Linked DNA regions of Pan troglodytes: region 1 is linked to region 2. The links are chromatin contacts, called in public Hi-C maps. All regions are on one chromosome and are shown on one strand. The core of a region is the stretch at or near the end of the contact, and the rest is flanking DNA. Distances in the headings are between cores, read along the strand shown.

What was found. Hi-C and Micro-C count contacts between places; a contact is called where the count stands out from the background.
Region 1: a Hi-C map of induced pluripotent stem cells shows a contact between it and region 2, with 3 times the contacts expected there. The contact joins the enhancer-like site here to the promoter of PAM16 in region 2. A contact is called at or near these places in 4 of 7 Hi-C or Micro-C datasets (blood, induced pluripotent stem cells and stem cell-derived neural progenitor cells), 1 of 1 datasets of contacts at active chromatin or transcription factors (stem cell-derived excitatory neurons) and 1 of 1 other capture datasets (stem cell-derived neural stem cells).

What each region holds. Positions count from the first base shown.
Region 1 is chr18:7,039,398-7,045,352 of NHGRI_mPanTro3-v2.0_pri, forward strand. CORO7-PAM16 (CORO7-PAM16 readthrough) reads right to left here. Exons shown (of 31, transcript NM_001347979.1): 7 at 4,651-4,701. CORO7 (coronin 7) reads right to left here. Exons shown (of 28, transcript NM_001347980.1): 7 at 4,651-4,701. Among named protein-coding and RNA genes, the nearest start is that of VASN, 22 kb to the left of the region's middle. Within about 2 kb of position 2,149, at least 7 of the 24 cell types and tissues checked have an H3K27ac peak or open chromatin away from gene starts, as enhancers often do. A contact at or near this core is called in induced pluripotent stem cells and stem cell-derived neural stem cells, where this site is marked.
Region 2 is chr18:6,997,528-7,003,378 of NHGRI_mPanTro3-v2.0_pri, forward strand. It overlaps PAM16 (presequence translocase associated motor 16), which reads right to left and starts at 2,416. Exons shown (of 5, transcript NM_001347981.1): 1 at 2,333-2,416. The coding sequence starts at 2,335. The region is part of intron 27 of CORO7-PAM16 (CORO7-PAM16 readthrough); the gene reads right to left. CORO7 (coronin 7) reads right to left here. Exons shown (of 28, transcript NM_001347980.1): 28 at 5,650-5,851.

The DNA.
Region 1 (5,955 bases), core at 899-3,398, 42 kb after region 2:
CCTAGGGGCACAGGCTAAGGCTAGGGGTGGGACGCCCTTGGCCTGTATCTCCCACCTTCCTAATTCACATGTGGGAAGCCTAAAGGCACAGAGAGAGGAAGCCATGGTGCAAAGTGGCTCGGCCCCAGCTGTCTCCTCCACCTGCACAAGATGGACGTGAGGCTCAGAGTGGTGATGAGGCTTGCACAAAGTCGCAGCTAGGAGGCAGCAGGGAAGGGAGGAGGAGCCGCCCAGGACCACAGCTGCCCCAGAAACGCTCTGCTTTCCAGCAAACATCCTGGGCCAGCTCTTGCTCCCTGGAGCATTCAGCCCAGCCTTCGGAGGTCCAGGTAAGAGCTTTGTCCGTGCCCAGCCACTCCCCACTGTGGGTACACCCAGCTCAGTTTGCCCAGAGACCACAGGAAGCCCCCAGGTGAGGGAGGGGGTCAGTGGCCCACCCCTTACCCTGTAACTCCTCATCAATGGAGTGATCACCAGTATCAAAAATGAGAGGTGGGCTGGGCGCAATGGTACCTGCCGTAATCCCAACACTTTGGGAGGCTGAGGTGGGAGGACGGCTTGAGCCCAGGAGTTCCAGAGCAGCCTGGGCCACAAACTGAAAAATTCTCTCTTAAAAAAACAAACACTAGGCCGGCACAGTGGCTCACACCTGTAATCCTAGCATTTTGGGAGGCCGAGGCGGGTGGATCACCTGAGGTCAGGAGTTCAAGACCAGCCTGGCCAACATGGTGAAACCCCATCTCTACCAAAAATACAAAAATTAGCTGGGCATGGTGGCAGGTGCCTATAATCCCAGCTACTCGGGAGGCTGAGGCGGGAGAATTGCTTGAACCTGGGAGGTGGAGCTCGCAGTGAGCCGAGACTGTGCCCCTGTGCTCCAGCCTGGGTGACAGAGCAAGACTCTATCTCAAAAAACAAACAAACAAACAACCCAACTAACTTGACGTGGTGGTGCGTGCCTGTAGTCCCAGCTACCAGGGAGGCTGACGCAGGAGGATTGCTTGAGCCCAGGAGGTCAAAGCTACAGTGAGCCGTGTTGGCGCCGCTGCACTCCCGCCTGGGCGACAGAGCAAGACCCGTTTGCCAGCCTCAGCAAGCCTCAGAGAAGAGCCCTCTCCCCAGCTCCTCATTTTCCTGCATAGGGGGCAAGAACAGGGGCTGCAGCTGGGACCCAGGCATCCTGCTACCCTGCAGCCCCAAGAGGGCCCCCACCACCTAGCTCTGAGAATAGGAGGGGCTGTGGCAGGGCAGGAGCAGGGTCAGCCCCGCAGGGGGTGCAGGAGGGGAGGCGCATGCCCGCCCCTTCATCACCATGGCGACACTTCCTGTGCAGGGCAGGATGGTTCCAGGAGCAGCCCTGGCTCCTTGCTGGGGTGAGGGCACCTGCTTCAATAGTAAGACCCCCCACTTACCCCCTTCCCTCCTCTGAGGTTCACCACCCCCCACTGGCCTGTCTCATGCACTGAGATTCCTAGAGGGCTCAATCCGGGGCCCCCTCCCGCCCAGACAAGGGTTCTGAGGCCTCAACACTCATTTGGGGCTGCCACTTTCCCAGAACAGCCTGGGCTCCAGGGCCTCACCCAGCCCCAGCTGGGCCGGTTGTAAAGGGAAGGGGCGGCAGTGGGGGTCCTGGGGGTTCTGCAACCAGAGGGGCGAGCCTGCCTCTGTCACCCTGAGGTGGGACCATGAAGAAGCCACAGAACCATCCGACTCTCGGGGTCTGCACCTCCGAGGAAGTGGAATATGCCAAGTGCCTGGCGCATAACAAAGGGTCATACATGCAGTATAAGAACCAAGCATGGGTGTGAGGAGGAGCCTCCCCAGGGTCCCCTGCTCAAAGCTCACGCCTGAGGCAGGGCTCCAACAAGACAGTGGAGGGCGGACTCCCTGGCCCACTCTGGGCTCCGGGATAGCACCAGGGCTCAGGTGGGGTGGGACCCACAGAGGACAGAGGTTGGATGGAGGGCAGGCGGCCCCGCTCCCTGACCCCCAGCCACACCCCACTAGGCAGGAAGGAGGATTGCCAGAGAAGGAGCTCCCAGAAGGCCTCTCCCTCGAGCCGGCCCCTCGGCTCACACCGGCCCTGGCTGCCAGCAGCGGTTTTCCTAATAGAAGCCAGGTGTGGGCCAGATGCCCTGGGCGGAAGTGGGGGGCAGGGCCACACGGAGAGCGGCATTCCAGGCCTGCTGCCCCCGCACCAGGGCCCGAGCACAGGCCCCAGCCAGCAGCTGGAAGGGGTGGGAGCCACCCACGCTCTTCCCAGGTCTCCTCGCCCCAAAGCCCCGCAGGGGGGCTCCCTCCAGAACCAGATCCTCTCCCTCTCTCTTCGAGGAGCTGGGAGCCCCTTGGATAGCAGCCACTCTATCCCCACCTCGGCATCAGTCACCGCCCCCAGCCCTGCTGGAAGAGGAGGGGAGAGGAGGAGGAAGGCTGGAAAGAGGGGGCGGAGGAGGGGAGAATAGGAAGAATCACGTGGGCCCAGTGAGCTGGCTCAGAGCCATGCCCGGTAGGGGTAGGTCGGGGGCAGAAGCATAGGTGCCCCAGCAGTGCCCTGGGTTCTGGAGAGGAGAGTGCAACCTGAGAAAGTGAAGGGGGCCGGGGGAAGCCTCCGTGGCACCTTCAAGCTGAGCCTGGGCCCCGCTTTCTGGGCAAAGGCTTGGAGGTCAAAGAAAGCTACCTAGTGAGGATACCGTACACACCCACACTGTCTTGAGATGCAGACAGCCACCATCTACCAGGCCCAGGTCCCACATGATGAAGAGGTCAGCCAGCCTCACCAGCAAGTATGACCAGGGTGTGGCCAAAACCACCCTGCCTGGCTAGTTTCACTGCTTAAATGGGAGTCCTCTCGGTCTTCAGCTGGACAAAAGTGGAACTGACTGTACCGTTTGGACTAAAAAGTTGCAATCTTCCATGTGACTGGGTTTCTCTCCTGAGTCTTGTGTGTGTAGGGGGCTCTGGGGCTCCGGGCTACCACTAGTTTGGTTTGGGCTGGTGGTTTGCCCTTGACCCCGGGTGGGGAAAACGTCCTAGAAATGGGGAGGGGGTATCTATGATGGGCCTAGGTCTTTGCTGGGGAGCTCCTCTCCTGAGCTAACAGTAGGACCCTAAACTTCACCTTCCTCAGGGAATAAGCCTCCTCAGCTTCTAGAAAGTTCTTTTTAGAAATGTAAATCCATGGCCAGGCGCGGTAGCTCACGTCTGTAATCCCAGCACTTTGGCAGGCCGAGGAGGGTGGATCACAAGGTCAGGAGTTCGAGACCAGCCTGACCAACATGGTGAAACCCCGTCTCCACTAAAAATACAAAAAAATTAGCCGGGCGTGGTGGCGGGCACCTGTAGTTCCAGCTACACAGGAGGCTGAGGCAGTAAAATCACTTGAGCCTAGGAGGCGGAGTTTCCAGCGAGCCGAGATTGCGCCACTGCCCTCCAGCCTGGGTGAAAGAGCAAGACTCCATCTCCCCACCCAAAAAAAGAAATGTAAATCTACTCATCGCACTTCCTGCTTAAAACTCCCTAATGGCGGCCGGACACGGTGGCTCAGGCCTGTAATCCCAGCACTTTAGGAGGCCAAGGCGGGAGGATCACGAGGGCAGGAGATCGAGACCATCCTGGCTAACATGGTGAAACCTAGTCTCTACTAAAAATACAAAAACAAAAATAGCCGGGCGTGGTGGCGGTCGCCTGTAGTCCCAGCTACTCGGGAGGCTGAGGTGAGAGAATGGTGTGAACCCAGGAGGCGGAACTTGCAGTGAGCCGAGATCACAACGCTACACTCCAGCCTGGGCGACAGAGCGAGACTCCGTCTCAAAAAAAAAAGAAAAAACAACTCTCTAATGGCTTCCCACAGCCCAGGTGACCATGGGCCCGTATCCCCCAGCGCCCCTTGCGCAGACCCCTCAGACAAGCCCGTCCTCCTTCAGGCCATCTATGTCTGCCCCCTTGGCATTACTCAGGCCTCTGCTCCCGGGCCAGTTACTCAGGGAAGCACTAAACCAGCCCAGCAAGAGAAGCCCCCAGCAACTACCTGCCTAGCACAGGCAATGTTTACGGAGCCAGACACAGGGCCCTGTCCCAGGGTTGTTGCTCCTGCCTACAAGGTCTCTGTAGGGCAAATGAACGGTGTCCCAGTGGCTGGACGCCTGCAGCGTGAGCCAGGTCCCAGCTTCCCCGCTCGGAACTGAAATGGCCACGCACACTCCATGCACAGACACAAACCAGAACACGCTCAGTCCCTGGACCCTGTACGTTTTGACAGGTCCTACCCAGGGTCTTCCTGCAGAGCACAGGGGTTGTTTCTTTTTGGCTCCTCTGCAGCTGGTCTCTGCTGACCGTGCCAGGGTGAAGGTCTCAAAGGAAGGAAGTGGGAATCTCAGATCGTGGCCTGAAGCCACACGATGGCCTCCGTGGAGAGCCTGGGGGAAGCTTAGCTTCTGCCACCCGGTGATCAAAGCCAGGCCCTCCCAGGACCCACAACACACTTTACAAGAAGAGCTCCCAGCAGTGGTGGTCCACCTCCTGGGGACCCCTGGTGCTGCAGAACATGTCTGCCAGGACCCCAGGCCTGCCCCTACCTCCACCTGCTAGAACCACTGGGTCCTCAGCCTCAGTGGAGGCTTCAACCCACCCCAGCTTGCCCACACAACTCACCTGAGAGGCCTGCGGCTTTGTTCTGGGGTCAAAGATCCGCAGCTGCTTGTCCTGGAAAAGCAGAGAGGAGGAAACAACTTGCGATTAGGGCTGGAGGGTCCCTGGAAGCCAGCCTGCCCCCCTCACCTCCCAACCCCCAGCTCTGAGCAGCCCATCCCCAGCACGCAGGGCTGCCATCACACACCAGGGCATCCCTCCTCAGCCCTGTTCCTCCTCCTCAGCACAGCAGCAACCACCACCCAGTCCCCCAGGTTTCTGTGAGGAGCGTTCAGCTTCCTGAGACCTACTCAGTGAGGAGTGTTCAGCTTCCTGAGACCTGCTCCACGTCAGGCATCCCAGACACTCGACCCCTCCTACTCTTCCAACTACCCTATGAAGTGGTACTATCACCATGATCCCTCATAGACAGACAAACGGAGGTCCAGAACCAAACTCTAGGCTGTCAGCGCCCCACACATGCTCAGCCCTGTACTAGGCCCAGCCTGGAGAGGCTCATATGATGACCTCATTTCTGCACTTACAGAATTTAGCACTAACCAGGAAGACGAGCTTACACCTCCGAACCATCCATTCGGCAGTTATTGATTCAGATTATCCAAAGGGAGGGTGGAAACAGACAAAAAGCAGAAAAAAATGTACTTAAATAAAGCACTCATGCTTTGTATAGACTTTCTTTCTGTGGAACAATGTGTGTGTGTGTGCATGCACACGTGTGTGTGTGTGTGTGTGTGTGTGTGTGTGTGTGTGTACACAAACATTCATGCATAAAGAACCAGGGCACAATCTGTATCCACTACTACAGGCTGGGCCATAATAATTTTTTTTTTTTTTTTTGAGACAGAGTTTTGCTCTGTCACCCACGCTGGAGTGCAATGGTGCAATCTTGGCTCACTGCAACCTCTGCCTCCCTGGTTCAAGCGATTCTCCTGCCTTAGCCTCCCGAGTAGCTGGGATTACAGGCGCCCACCACCACATCTGGGTAATTTTTGTATTTTTGGTAGAGATGGGGTTTCACCATGTTGGCAGGCCGGTCTCAAACTCCTGACCTCAGGTGATCCGCCCGCCTCGGCCTCCCAAAATGCTGGGATTACAGGCGTGAGCCACCATGTTTGGCCATAATAAATTAAGTGCAAAAAGGAAGTTGTAGAATAACATGGCATAGTGTTATTCTACTGTGGTAAAAATCAACAAAAATCTCCATTTGTGTGACCACGATCCTGTTTGTTTTTATTGATACCCAACTATCATACAGCCCATACATTTTACAAGTTTGCTGAGCAAGGAGAAAGGTCTGGACTAACACAG
Region 2 (5,851 bases), core at 1,166-3,665:
TAATCCACCCAAAGTGCTGGGATTACAGGCGTGAGCCACGGTACCCAGCCTAGCACTTTCTTTTTTTTTTTTTTTTTTGAGACGGAGTCTCGCTCTGTCACCCAGGCTGGAGTGCAGTGGCGCGACCTTCGGCTCACTGCAAGCTCGGCCTCCCGGGTTCAAGCCATTCTCCTGCCTCAGCCTCCTGAGTAGCTGGGACTACAGGTGCCTGCCACCAGACCCGGCTAATTTTTTGTATTTTTAGTAGAGACGGGGTTTCACCATGTTAGCCAGGATGGTCTTGATCTCCTGACCTCGTGATCCACCCGCCTGAGACTCCCAAAGTGCTGGGATTACAGGTGTGAGCCACCGTGCCCAGCCAGCACTTTCTTTTCCTGTTAATATACTGTCATGTTGGGTGCGGTGGCTCACGCCTATAATCCCAGCACTTTGGGAGTCTGAGGCAGGAGGACTGCTTGGGCCCAGAAGTTTGAGACCAGCCTGGCAACATGGCGAAACTGCATCTCTACAAAAAATACAAAAAATTAGCTGGGCATAGTGGAGCATGCCTGTTGTCCCAACTACCCGGGAGGCTGAGGCTACTGGGGAGGATGAAATGGGAGGATCACCTAAGCCCCAGGAGGTTGAGGCTGCAGTGAGCTGTGATCGTACCACTGTACTCCAGCCTAGGAGACCCATCCGGGGCAACACAGCAAGACCCCACCTCTACATAAAATTTAAAAATTAGCCAGGTGTGCTGGCACTCACCTGTAGGCCCAACTACTTGGGGGTCTAAGGTAGGAGGATGGCTTGAGCCTAGGAGTTCAAGGCTGCAGTGAGCTAGGATCGCTCCACTGCATCCTAGCCGGGGCGACAGACAGACATCCTATCTCAAAAAACAAACCAAAAAAACCCCATGAGTTTTGGGACAGAGCTGGGCTCAAAAGAGGTCTCTGACACCATGGGATGCATGACTATGGTGGAGTCAAAACTGTCTGGGGCTCAGGTTACTTATCTGTAAAATAAGGACAATGACAGCAGGACTTCATAAACACTAAATGAGAGACTCTACATAAAGCCTTAGCTCAGGGGCTGGCACTTGTACGCCGTTAGCTGTTACATTATCCTTATTACTATGTTAGTTAAGAAGTGGCTCCCTGAACCAGCTGCAACAGAGTCACTTGGGGAACTTACGTGTGCAGAACCTCCAGGGATAGAGCTCAAGAACCTGAACTTTTTTTTTTTCCCCTCTTTTTCTTTTTGAGAGAGTTTTGCCCTGTCACCCAGACTGGAGTGCAGTGGCACAATCTTGGTTCACTGCAGCCTCTGCCTCCTGGGTTCAAGCGATACTCGCGCCTCAACTTCCCAAGCAGCTGGGATTACAGGTGTGTGCCACCATGCCTGGCTAATATATGTATATATTATGTGTGTGTATATATCTATATAAAATACATGATATATAAAAATATATATAACATAATAATATGTAGTATACATAAATGTATACGGTATATATAATACATATATATAATTTTTTTTTTGAGACGCAGTCTCACCCTGTCACCCAGGCTAGAGTGCACTGGCGGATCTCGGCTCATTGCAACCTCTGTCTCGCGGGTTCAAGCGTCTATCCTGCCTCAGCCTCCCGGGTAGCTTGGACTACAGGCGCGCACCACCCCACCCGGCTAATTTTTTAAATTTTTTGGTGGAGACCGCGTTTCATCATGTTGGCCAGGCTGGTCTCGAACTCCTGACCTCGTGATCCGCCACCTCGGCCTCCCAGAGTGCTGGGATTACAAGCGTGAACCACCGCGCCCAGCCAAACCTGCACTTTTAAAGCTGCCCTAGGTGACCTGACAGTGTGGCGCAGGTCTGTTGACTGGCTCTACGTGCCAACGATATCACACAAACGCTCCGTGCTCGGTGTCTCGGGGCCTAGTTCAAGTCCCAGGTCAGCCACTTCCCTGGAAAGGCCAGCTTTCCACTGGGGATAACAACAGGGCAGCAACATCGACTCTGCAGCGCTGTAAGGTTCCAGGGCAGGGGAGGTGCTCACCGGCCAGACTCATGCTCCACCGCTGCCCACGGATGCTCGCTCACACGCGGACTAGGCACAGCGCGACCACGTTTGCCCGGCCTCTTCCAGGCAGACGGTTTTCCCTGGCCCTGAGGCCGCCGCTGCCGCCACTGCCGGCCTCGATTCCCCCGGGTGCAACGCCCCCAGACCATGCTTCCTGCCGGGCACGCAGGGGGCGCACGGCGCCCGCCGCCCAGCCCGGAGCTCGCCGCCCGGCCCCCGGCCCCCAGCCCGACTCGGCTTCCCCTCCCCGGTTGCGCCCGACTCGGGGCTCACCATGGCAGCCGCTCTGCCTCCGGGGCTCGAACTCCGACTTCCGGGCCCCGCGGCGGGGGATCGAGCGTGGTCGGCGGGTCAGAGGTCAAGGAAAGCCGCAGAGAGCGCGTGCGCGATACGGCGCTGGGCATGCGCATTGCCTCAGTCTAGGGGCGGGGCACCGGCAGCGTCTTAGCGGCTCGGGGCGGGGTCGGAGGCGGGGTTTGACTGAGCCTGCGTCGGGCTCTGGATAACTGGGGGCGGGCTTGGGAGGGCGAGGGGCGTTACCAGGAGTCTCAATTGCCCGCGTGCTTACCCCAGTGCGCTGGAGCAGCTAAGCACATCGGTCAGACGTGGGGCGATTTCTGCCCTTGATTTTGCCAAAATATTTGGGAATGCAACATTATATGAAATCAATGAACATAATATGGAGTAGGATGCTAAATTCTCAAAAATACTTTATAAAATAGAAAACTTCAAAATAGGTTTCATCCACATTCCTCCTGCCTGGGAAGCTCGTTCCCTTCTTCAAATCTTTGCTCAAATGTCACCTCAATGAGGCCCACCTGGACCCCTTAAAACGCCGTGACTTGCCCTCCATGAATGAAAAAAGTAACAGCTTTATTGAGATATAATCCATACACTGTAGGTTTCATGATTTTCAAGTGCACAGTCCAATGCCTTTTATTCACAGAGCTGTGCCACTGTCACCACTATTAGTTCCAGAACGTTTTCATCACCCATTAGTCACTCCCCAGTCCCCTCCCCCAGCCCCTGTCAACCACTCATTTTTCTCTCTATGGATTCACAGGTTCCGGACATTTCATAGAAATGGGATCATACAAGCCAGGCGTGGTGGCTCATGCCTGCAATCTCAAAACTTTGGGAGGCCGAGGTGGATCGCTTGAGGTCAGGAACTCAAGGCCAGGCTGGGCAACATGGTGAAACCCCATCTCTACAAATACAAAAATTAGCCGGGTGTGGTGGCAGGTGCCTGTAATCCCAGCTACTTGGGAGGCTGAGTGGTGGATCTCTTGAGCCCGGGAGGTACAGGCTGCAGTGAGCTGTGATCACTGCACTCCAGCCTGGGTGACAGAGTCAGGCCCTGTCTCAAAAAAAAAAAAAAAAAAAAAAGTAAAAATGAAAATGAAAAAAAAGAAGAAATTGAATCATACAATGTGCAGCCTTTTGTGACTGGCTTATCCTCCCTTCTTGTCTCTATTTTTCTTCCAAGACTCTGATCACCCTCTACCATACCACATAATTTACTTATTTATTTTATTTATTATTTTGAGACAGGGTCTCACCCTGTCGCCCAGGCTGGAGTGCGGTGGCATAATCCTGCCTCACTGCAACCTCCACCTCCCAGGTTCAGGCGATGCTCATGCTTTAGCCTCCTGAGTAGCTGGGATTACAGGCATGGACCACCATGCCCCATTAATTTTTGAATTTTTAGTAGAGACAGGGTTTCACCATGTTGGCCAGGCTGGTCTTGAACTACTGGTCTCAAATGATCCACCCGCCACAGCTTCCCAAAGTGCTGGGATTATAGGCATGTGACACTGTGCCCAACCGGTTTTTTATTTTTAAATTATTTTTCCTTTTTTTTTTTTTTTGAGATGAAGTCTTGCTCTGTCACCCAGGCTGGAGAGCAGTGGCCCAATCTTGGCTCACTGCGATCTCCACCTCCTGGGTTCAAGTGATCCTCTCACTTCAGCCTCCGAAAGTGCTGGGATTACAGGTGTAAGCCACCGTGCCCAGCCAAAAAAAAATTTTTTTTTTTCGAGATAGGGTTTCACTCTGTTGCCCAGGCTGCAGTACAGTAGCATGATCATGGCTCACTGCAGTCTTGACTTTCCAGCCTTGAGTGATACTTTCACCTCAGCTTTCTGAGTAGTTGGGACCACAGGCATGTGCCAACACACGTGGTTAATGTTTGTTTTTTGTCTTTTTGAGAGCGTCTCCCTGTTGCCCAGGCTGGAGTGCAGTGGCATGACCTCGGCTCACTGCAACCTCTGCTTCCTGGGTTCAAGAGATTCTCTTGCCTCAGCCTCCTGAGTAGCTGGGACTACAGGCGTGGGCCACCATGTCCGGCTAATTTTTTGTATTTTTAGTAAAGACGGGGTTTCACCGTGTTAGCCAGGATGGTCTCGAGCTCCTGACCTCGTGATCCGCCTGCCTTGGCCTCCCAAAGTGCTGGGATTACAGGCGTGAGCCACCACGCCCAGCTAATGTTTGTATTCTTTGTAGAGACAAGGGTTCCCCTATGTTGCCCAGTCTGACCTCAAACTCCTGGGTTCAAGCAATCCTCCCACCTTGGCCTCCCTTTATTTTTATGTTTATTTTTGAGAATCTGTTTCCTTCCACTAGAATGGGAGTTCCTGTTGGGCAAGCATTTCCTCTCTCTTCTCTGCTGTTAGATGTCAAGCGCCTGGAAGAGCATCTGGCGCACAGCATTCGGCAAATGGTGGGATGAAAGTTGGGCCACCTGGAATCCTACTCTACACCGCTGCCCTTCTTCCTCTTCCTCCTGGCCTCCACATTCCTCTCTCTGTGCGTACATTGTACTTCCTTGCCTCGGAAGTGGCTCTCTCCCTGGCTGGCTCCTCATCAGCCTTCAAGTCTTGGCTGTTAGCTGAAAGTCACCTTCTCAGGCCCTGAATTCCCTGCCTCGCTGCATCCCAGTTGCTTTCTGTCCCACAGGTTTTTTTGTTTGTTTGTTTGTTTTTTGAGACTGAGTCTTGCTCTGTCACCCAGGCTGGAGTGCAGTGGCAGGATCTTGACTCACTGCAACCTCTGACTCCTGGGTTCAAGCAATTCTCCTCCCTCAGCTTCCCAAGTAGCTTGGATTACAGGCGCTTACCACTACACCTGGCTACTTTTTGTATTTTTAGTAGAGACAGCATTTTACCATGTGGGCCAGGCTGGTCTTGAACTCCTGGCCTCAAACGATCCTCCCACCTTGGCCTCCCAAAGTGCTAGTATTATAGGCATGAGCCACCGTGCCCAGCCAGTTTCTCTTCTTTACTGCTGTCTTCACACTCTATCTGCTCGTGTGCAGTCTGGTTCCCCTGCATAAGGAGACTGTAAGAAGCTGAAAGTCCTTGCAAGACCTTATCTCTCCTGTCCTTTACAGCATCCCGCCATCCAGAGCACTGCCAGGAACCTGCATGGTGAGCGAATGACTCCAAGCAGTGCGCAGGTGATTGGGCCTTGGGACCAGAGTGAGGCTGAGATAAAGGGGAGCCCAGGGCCAGACCCCTGTCACCCATGTTCCTGTCCCCTTCCCTTTCCAGCCAGCCCAGAGACCACAGCAGCACAAGAGGTGGCCAGCTTAAAAAAGTTTAATTGCTGAAAACATCCAAGGCAGGTGCAGGCCAGTCCCTGCGGGGCTCACACCCCCCTTATTGGACCATCATCTCTGTGATGCCCCCTTCTCCTGGCTACAAACCTGGGAAGTAGGGCAGCTGGTCCCAGGGCCCTGAGACTGGTGCTGCTCTAGAAGGCCTGGTGGGGGGCCAGCCCCCAAGGCCCTTGACC